Linked DNA regions of Oryzias latipes: region 1 is linked to region 2. The links are chromatin contacts, called in public Hi-C maps. All regions are on one chromosome and are shown on one strand. The core of a region is the stretch at or near the end of the contact, and the rest is flanking DNA. Distances in the headings are between cores, read along the strand shown.

Region 1 (3,317 bases), core at 205-2,704, 99 kb before region 2:
CTGTTTTTAGCCCCCCCCCCCCCAAAAAAAAAATACCCGTGTTTTTTACTAGGACAGTTCCTGCACTACTGACATTACTGGTGCAACAAAAATGGCGAATAATATTGGATCTATCAAGGCGCACAGTTTGGAGCCAGATGCCTGAAAACAAAGACCTGCATGGATCTATTCGTCTCCAAGTGGATGAACCGGAATGGAGGGAATCTTTTTCCAACCACATTTTTTCATCTGCTCCTGATTCACTGATTTGAATAAAGAAATACCCAAAAATACAATTTGAAGCTCAGTTTCCTTTATATATGTCCTCCATCATCAGAATAAAGCCACAAGAACATGTTAAAATCACCCAAAACCCCACTTTTGTCCAACTGGGTCTGTAAAAAGGGTCAGCTCTGGACTGAAAGTGTTTTGGAGAAGGACTTGTGTGGTTTCCTGTTATTTCTAAAGAGATTCATGCTGATTTTGTTCTTTTTCTCTCTCTCGTACAAATATAGGTTATCAGGGCTCTGCTGTAACGTATGTTTGAGAAAAAGCAAATACAGGACTGTAGGTGTTGTTTGACTAAAGAATCTGTGCAAAATATCACAGGTGACTGTCCATTTCTCAAGGCAAGTGTGTGTCAGGATGGCTTTCCAAGCGCTCCATTTACACTCAGAAGATAAAAAACAAGACAATTGTAAGGCAAAACTTGGTTAAAAAACAATTTAGTTAAAAGGGGAACTTTTAATAATCTTAAAAGAAATGGCTGCAAACCTACGAAAGAGGTTTGGATTTTGCAAAGATTTTTACTTATAAGTTGGTGGTTATAACCCCCCCCCCCCCCCCCCCCCATTATGGTTTCATTGTTGTGCAATGCTTGTTGCACAAAATTGGAAACACAAAGGAGGAAGAAAAAGTTGGTAAAACAAGTTGTGGATGATTTTATTGTACTTGTATTGTCATTTCAAAGTCTTAAAGGTAATTACATTTAGTTTCCTTGTATTTGTTGGTGCAAAAACTTTTGTTTGAATGTAGTTTTAGTTGTGGAACAAAGTGGTAAACAAGGAAGATCAAGGGAAATCTATTACAAGAAAAACTCACCCCAGTGTTTATTTATAACCTGGGAGGTTAAGGAGTTGCATCTTGAACTTAATTGGAATGCTTTATAAAAATGGCCCCTCGTCTGCGTTTCTGTAAGCTGTTTGCTGGATATGTGAGCAGATCTACATCTGTGTCCCTGAAAAACAACCGTGCAATGCTTGCATATGGTGTAAAAGTAGGTCCCGTCCAAAGGCAAGAGGGCCCGTTAAAGCCTGACCTGACCTTCTCTTTTATTTCCTCTATCCATTACTCCGAGGCCTCGGAGAAAACAGAGCAAACAGGAAAACAACAACTGCCGTTAACAGACGGCTGCTCCGGGCGCCTGCTCCGATTGGTTGTGCTGCTGCACGGGCAAGGGCTGCTATTGGCTGAAAGCAGACACACCTCTAGAATCTGTTTGTGCAGCCAGAAAGCAAAGGGTGGGTGAATGGAGGGGACATTAGAAGGAGGGGTTTGATGGCTAAATGGCCGGCTGGGGGATTTTACATTTCCAGAAGGGTGGAGATTTGAAAGGGCAGCATGCACACTGGACAGTCTTTCTTGAAGTTTGTTAGGAACTTCTAGGAAACTAGGATGTGTGTGTGTTTTTTTTTTTTATGCATGTGTGTTTGTGGGTTGTGCTCGGCTTTCCTAAAATCACAAACAGGCGAGCCTCATTTAGACCCACCATTTCTGAACTTTCCCAGAAACTTGACCAAGAAGTAGAGGAAAACTTCCTTGATCGGAGGAGAAAACATTTTTATCTTTGAATCAGATCAACATGCTGCTGCCGTCAGGCCTGCCTATGCTTGTCATAAAGGCTCCATTCTGCTCTCATCTGCTGCTACTAAATCAATCATGTTTTTCATTTTTGACACCCATGGATGCTGTGTCTCTACAGGAGCTTTTGTTTGTGATGCGATAAACAAGTGTGAGTCGTTTTGTTTGGTAGGATTTCTGACTATTTTTATGAAAAATAATAGTAGTGGAATTTGTTTTTTATTTGCAACAATGGAGTAAACAAAGTAAAATAAAAAGTTTCAAATTGTGGCCACAAAGTTGATAACATCGTGTAATTTTCCACAACAAGACAAAGCCAGGATAGCTTAAAAAAGGCACGAACGTGTCACAAGCTCATCTGATGATCTCCTCCAGAATCAGCTCATATTTAGGACAAGCTGCTTTGGGGACGGGACAGATGGGTTATAATGATTTTATTCGGACTTTTCCAGCATGTAGACACCAGTAAAAACATGAGAAGACTCTAATGGTTTTCATCGTTTTTATTACATCAGCTGACAGTTTGGTGGATAAGATGTTCTCCACAGATTCTTTTTATTTCCATATTCTGTAAACTTTTTGCCTTTACGCCGTATGTCGCAAACGTACCATTAAATCCGGACTCCAACTAATTTAGCATCACCTAGAAATAAAAAAAACACTGTAAAAATAAGTCTTCTATTAAAATTGGAAATAAATATAAGCATGAAAGGGTTTTCAAAATGACTAAATCATGAAAAATAACAGTTTTTCAGTTTTTTTAAATGAAATTTGATACACTACATGACTTCTTCCATTTTGTTTTAAGCAAAAACATTTCTCAAAATGATAGTTTTCACCTCCAGGCTGGCTTAAAATAATATAGAATTACAAAATATGCATACATACATTTTCTCAAGCATATGTGTGACATAAACATGACTGCATCTCGGAAAAAAAGTGGATAAGTGCAAGCAGATGCACCAGCAATCCTCCAAGCAAAACAACCGCACCCAAAACACCCATAATATTTTATTTCATGGCTTTTCTTTTCTTGTTTGCTTCTTCGTGAACCACAGAGATCAATAAAACTTGTGACTCTCCTAAGCTGTGTCGCAGTCACGCTGTTTTATGTGTTACTAAGAGAATTTGAGGCAGATTAAAAGCCGATCTGTTTAGAATCAAAACTTCTAAATGGACGATAATCGGTTACATTTGGAATGTTTTTCATTGTAGAAATACAAAATGCTGTGTGTTTGAACTGTTCAACCTCTTGTTACCCTCAAGCATAAGACTGCTTCAGGCTGTTTTTTTGCTGAGTATGATGTTGAAGCAGGTTGGGACATGTTACTCTGAGCTTCCTTTACATCTCCTCTTCTTTTTTGGACAAACAGACGGGGGTGTCTGCAAATCCAGTTGAAGATAACGTTTGCATATATATATATATATATGGCGTATATGTTCTTTTTTTCTTTCCTCCTACAGAGTGAGGTCAATCT
Region 2 (3,399 bases), core at 703-3,202:
ATGTAATCGGTAACCTGTAGGAAAGACCCAAAAGGATTAGCAGGATTTGTTTAGCAAATCTTCTCTACAAATGAGCACAGCCATAGGTAGGTTTTGAAACTCAACTCTGTGCAAATGCTGAAACGTCAAAGTCGACATGACTGTAATGATCAAGGAGCTCAGAGATGGTGTTTTTCCACAACCTGAAGGCACACAAGGCCTTCACACTGAAGTGTTGATCACTTTAGCTTAACACAGAATTGGGATTCAAAGCTCATATAATTCTGTGTTGGAAAGAGTGTCCTGAAAAGAGAAGAAGGCCTTAGAGGAGGGCAAAGGCTGCGAGCTCCAGCGAAGACTTACAGACATCCCATGTGTAACACTACACCAGTGACCGGCTGGCCTTCATGCCCGGAATTCCTGGAGTAACAAGCCTGCCTGGTGACGGTGAACCCGGCCTTGACTCGGAGGGCTCCACTCACAACCTTCTCTGCTCCTCACCGACTCATATCAAATAGCAAAACTTGAGAAGCCCTTACAAAATATGGCCTGAAGGCTCCCCAACCCCTGAGACCAGACTGTCGGCCCATGGTGGGTGTTAATCTTTGCTCTCTGACCTTTTTTGCCAAGCCCCCATGCTCTTATCCACTGGTCCCATATGCCGTTATGATGACCGTTTGGTTTTTGAAAAGAAGCTTTACCTTTAACACCTCACCCAAGCTCGTGGTGGCTCAGCTATTATGTAACTGCCCTCATGCCATGATAAGCAACCTTGGCAGTTGCCTACCTGACCTAAAAGACTCATAGCTCCCTGCCAAGGTTTACATAACAAATGGGGAAAAAGGACTACTGCTTTGCCTTACACCTGCAATATTTTGGCAATAAAAGCCAGAAAGTCAATAAACCTTTTTTTTTTTAAAGTCTTGTCTGTTTCATAACATCAGAGTTATATCATTTTTTTTCCTTGCAGTTCTTGAGCTCATGTTTGGACTGGCTGCTGTACTGAGACTGCCTTATGTAACTGTGTCATTCTTTGTTTTAGATGCCGTTACATCACTCTATATGGGCCACTGGGTTTCCAGACAAACTGGTTGCAATGTCAATTTGTTCTGATGTGTGCCACCCAATGGAAAGACAAACAGCAGCCTGCACCAATACTTTACATGCTATGCAAAGTTTTGGTGCAAGCTGTATGCAAATGCAGAAAAGGGTGGTTTGCTGGGAAAAAAAGATAAGTCGTTAAGATCAAGTGATGCTGAGATTTAGAGGATGAGATGCTCTAATGTGTGCGCAAACATTGCGTTTGTGCGCGCATCTCCATCCTCTGAGGAGGTGTTTACCAGCCACATGCGTTTTTGTTTTTGTTTTGATGGAGGAAGGAGGGGGCTCGGGTGGGCGCTGCGTGGAGCCACGCTTACCTTCCATCCCGCAGAGCTGTTGCTGTCGCCTTTGTCTTTGAAGTAGGGGATGGATCTCACCATCCAGTCATAAATCTGGGACAGAGTCAGCCTCTTCTCGGGCGAACTCTCAATGGCCTGGGTGATCAGGTCGGCGTAGGAGAGGTTCCCCCAGGCGTTGCGGCGGGAGGAGGTCTTCCTCGGGGTCTGCGCTGCAGCCAAGCCGCTGGGAGTCAAGGCGCCGGAGGTGGCCGCCGGGGAGTGCGAGGAGAGCGGCGAGCCTCCGCTCTCTTGACCGGGGGAAGGCAGCGCTCCATCACCCACGGGGCTGTTGCTGCTCTGGTCCTCCGCGGCTGCAACGGAGCCGTTGACGCGTGCAGCTGTGGGGGTAGCATCCTCCTCATCGTCTTCCTCCTCCGGTATAATATCTGTGTCGTTGCTCTCCGGCTTCACCGCAGCGGAGTCCGGCCGTGGAAGCGGCCAAGTGCAGGATCTGGGCCGCTTTTGAGGCTCAAAGTCCGGGTCGATGGCCACGTCCAAGTCCGGTAGCGCGTCGGGAAGCGGGGCCTCGGCCATAATCTCCTTTTATTTTTCCTGACGAATAAACTTACAAGACAAGAAGCGGAGAGCTGTCAAAGTCCCATGAATGCGCGCTCCCGTCCTTTGTTGCTGCTCTACGGCAGAGAAGTCCCGACTGGACCGAAAGCAACTTCGCTCCTGACGCCTGTTGAGGGCACAAAGGGAGAATGAGCGAACGAAATTCGGTGGACAAGTTCAAGACAAAGAGCCTGTCGTTGCTAAACGACTTCCTGAAGAGCAGCAAAATCATTAAAACTGTCTCCGAGCTTCACTTCATTTCAGACACTGCTTGCTCCCCTGAATGGGAGATCTGCACAAAAATTCGTCCTGGTACAAAGATCTGATCCTCCTACTGGCGATTTAGGAGGAGAGACTGCAGAAATACAACCCCCCCCCCCCCCCCCACACACACACACACACAAAAATGCCCTTCAAAAGAATCAAACACCTGGAAGGAATTACCTTGTTGTAGCCCCGTGCGCTTGTAGCAAACACAAATACTGATAGAAATGACTAAACCCCGGGTTGTCCACTGAGACGTCCAGATGCCATCTTGACTGCGGAGCTCGTGCGCTGCGCTGCGCTACAAAGATGTGATGTGTGCGGGGGCAGGTCGGTGTCGATGTGGAATAAGGCTGCCACTTCACTCTAGGTTACTACTGTATCTTGATTTGCTTTGCACGCAGGGTGACACGCACACACAGAGTCGAGCACACACGCGCTTTTACGCACACGCGCTTTTACGCACACGCGCTTCAGCACGCGTCGGAGAACCAGCCACCCTGAATCATGCGCATGTGATCGCCTTCTAAAGACATATGAAGAAAGAGAGCTGCGGCGCAGGTGGAGGCTGGGACACGTCCGAACATGTTGCTGCTGCGCAGACTCATGCATGCCGCCGCTGCAGAATAGAGGTGGGAAAAATACCCGTTCGCTTGATAGATCTGCTCAGTGCTGATGAAAGTACTTCCTGCATCCAGAATGAGTCGATTGTCCCTTTATTAAAGATAACCCCTTTATCCAAATGCTTTAAATGAGACTTTTAATGACTTAAGTGGTTATTTATGGAGAATTCACGGAAACAAAGTCACATATTTGCACAGTTTGATTGCAGACATGCTACATAAAGCCTTCAAATGTGTTTTGAGATAAAAAAATAAGATATTTTAGTTTGAAAAAAAAAAGGAGTTTATAACGTTTTAAAAACAACAATGGCAGCTTAATAAGCCCTCCAGGTTGTTCTAGTGTCCAGGCCACGCCCCTTTAGAGTGTGAAATGACGTCAGGTATGCATTAACCAAAGATATGAGGAAAAATACTGGACAGTGAAGGGATGCTCGTGTCTCATCTTCTTTTTGCAGGAACTTTGATCACTACTAACAACCTGTATTTAAAAAGAAATTAAAATGATTGAAAATATGATGCAACAAAATAATAAATCAGCT

Evidence for each region. A called contact is a pair of places that touch in the nucleus more often than the background predicts.
Region 1: a Hi-C map of embryo shows a contact between it and region 2, with 3 times the contacts expected there. The contact joins the enhancer-like site here to the promoter of foxo3 in region 2. A contact is called at or near these places in 4 of 5 Hi-C or Micro-C datasets (embryo, fibroblasts and gastrula embryo).

The regions. Positions count from the first base shown.
Region 1 is chr24:7,642,103-7,645,419 of ASM223467v1, reverse strand. All of the region lies in intron 2 of sesn1 (sestrin-1), which reads left to right. Among protein-coding and RNA genes, the nearest start is that of sesn1, 19 kb to the left of the region's middle. Within about 2 kb of position 1,454, at least 6 of the 8 cell types and tissues checked have an H3K27ac peak or open chromatin away from gene starts, as enhancers often do. A contact at or near this core is called in embryo and gastrula embryo, where this site is marked.
Region 2 is chr24:7,543,973-7,547,371 of ASM223467v1, reverse strand. foxo3 (forkhead box O3) reads right to left here and starts at 1,952. Exons shown (of 2, transcript NM_001160465.1): 1 at 1,398-1,952. The coding sequence starts at 1,952.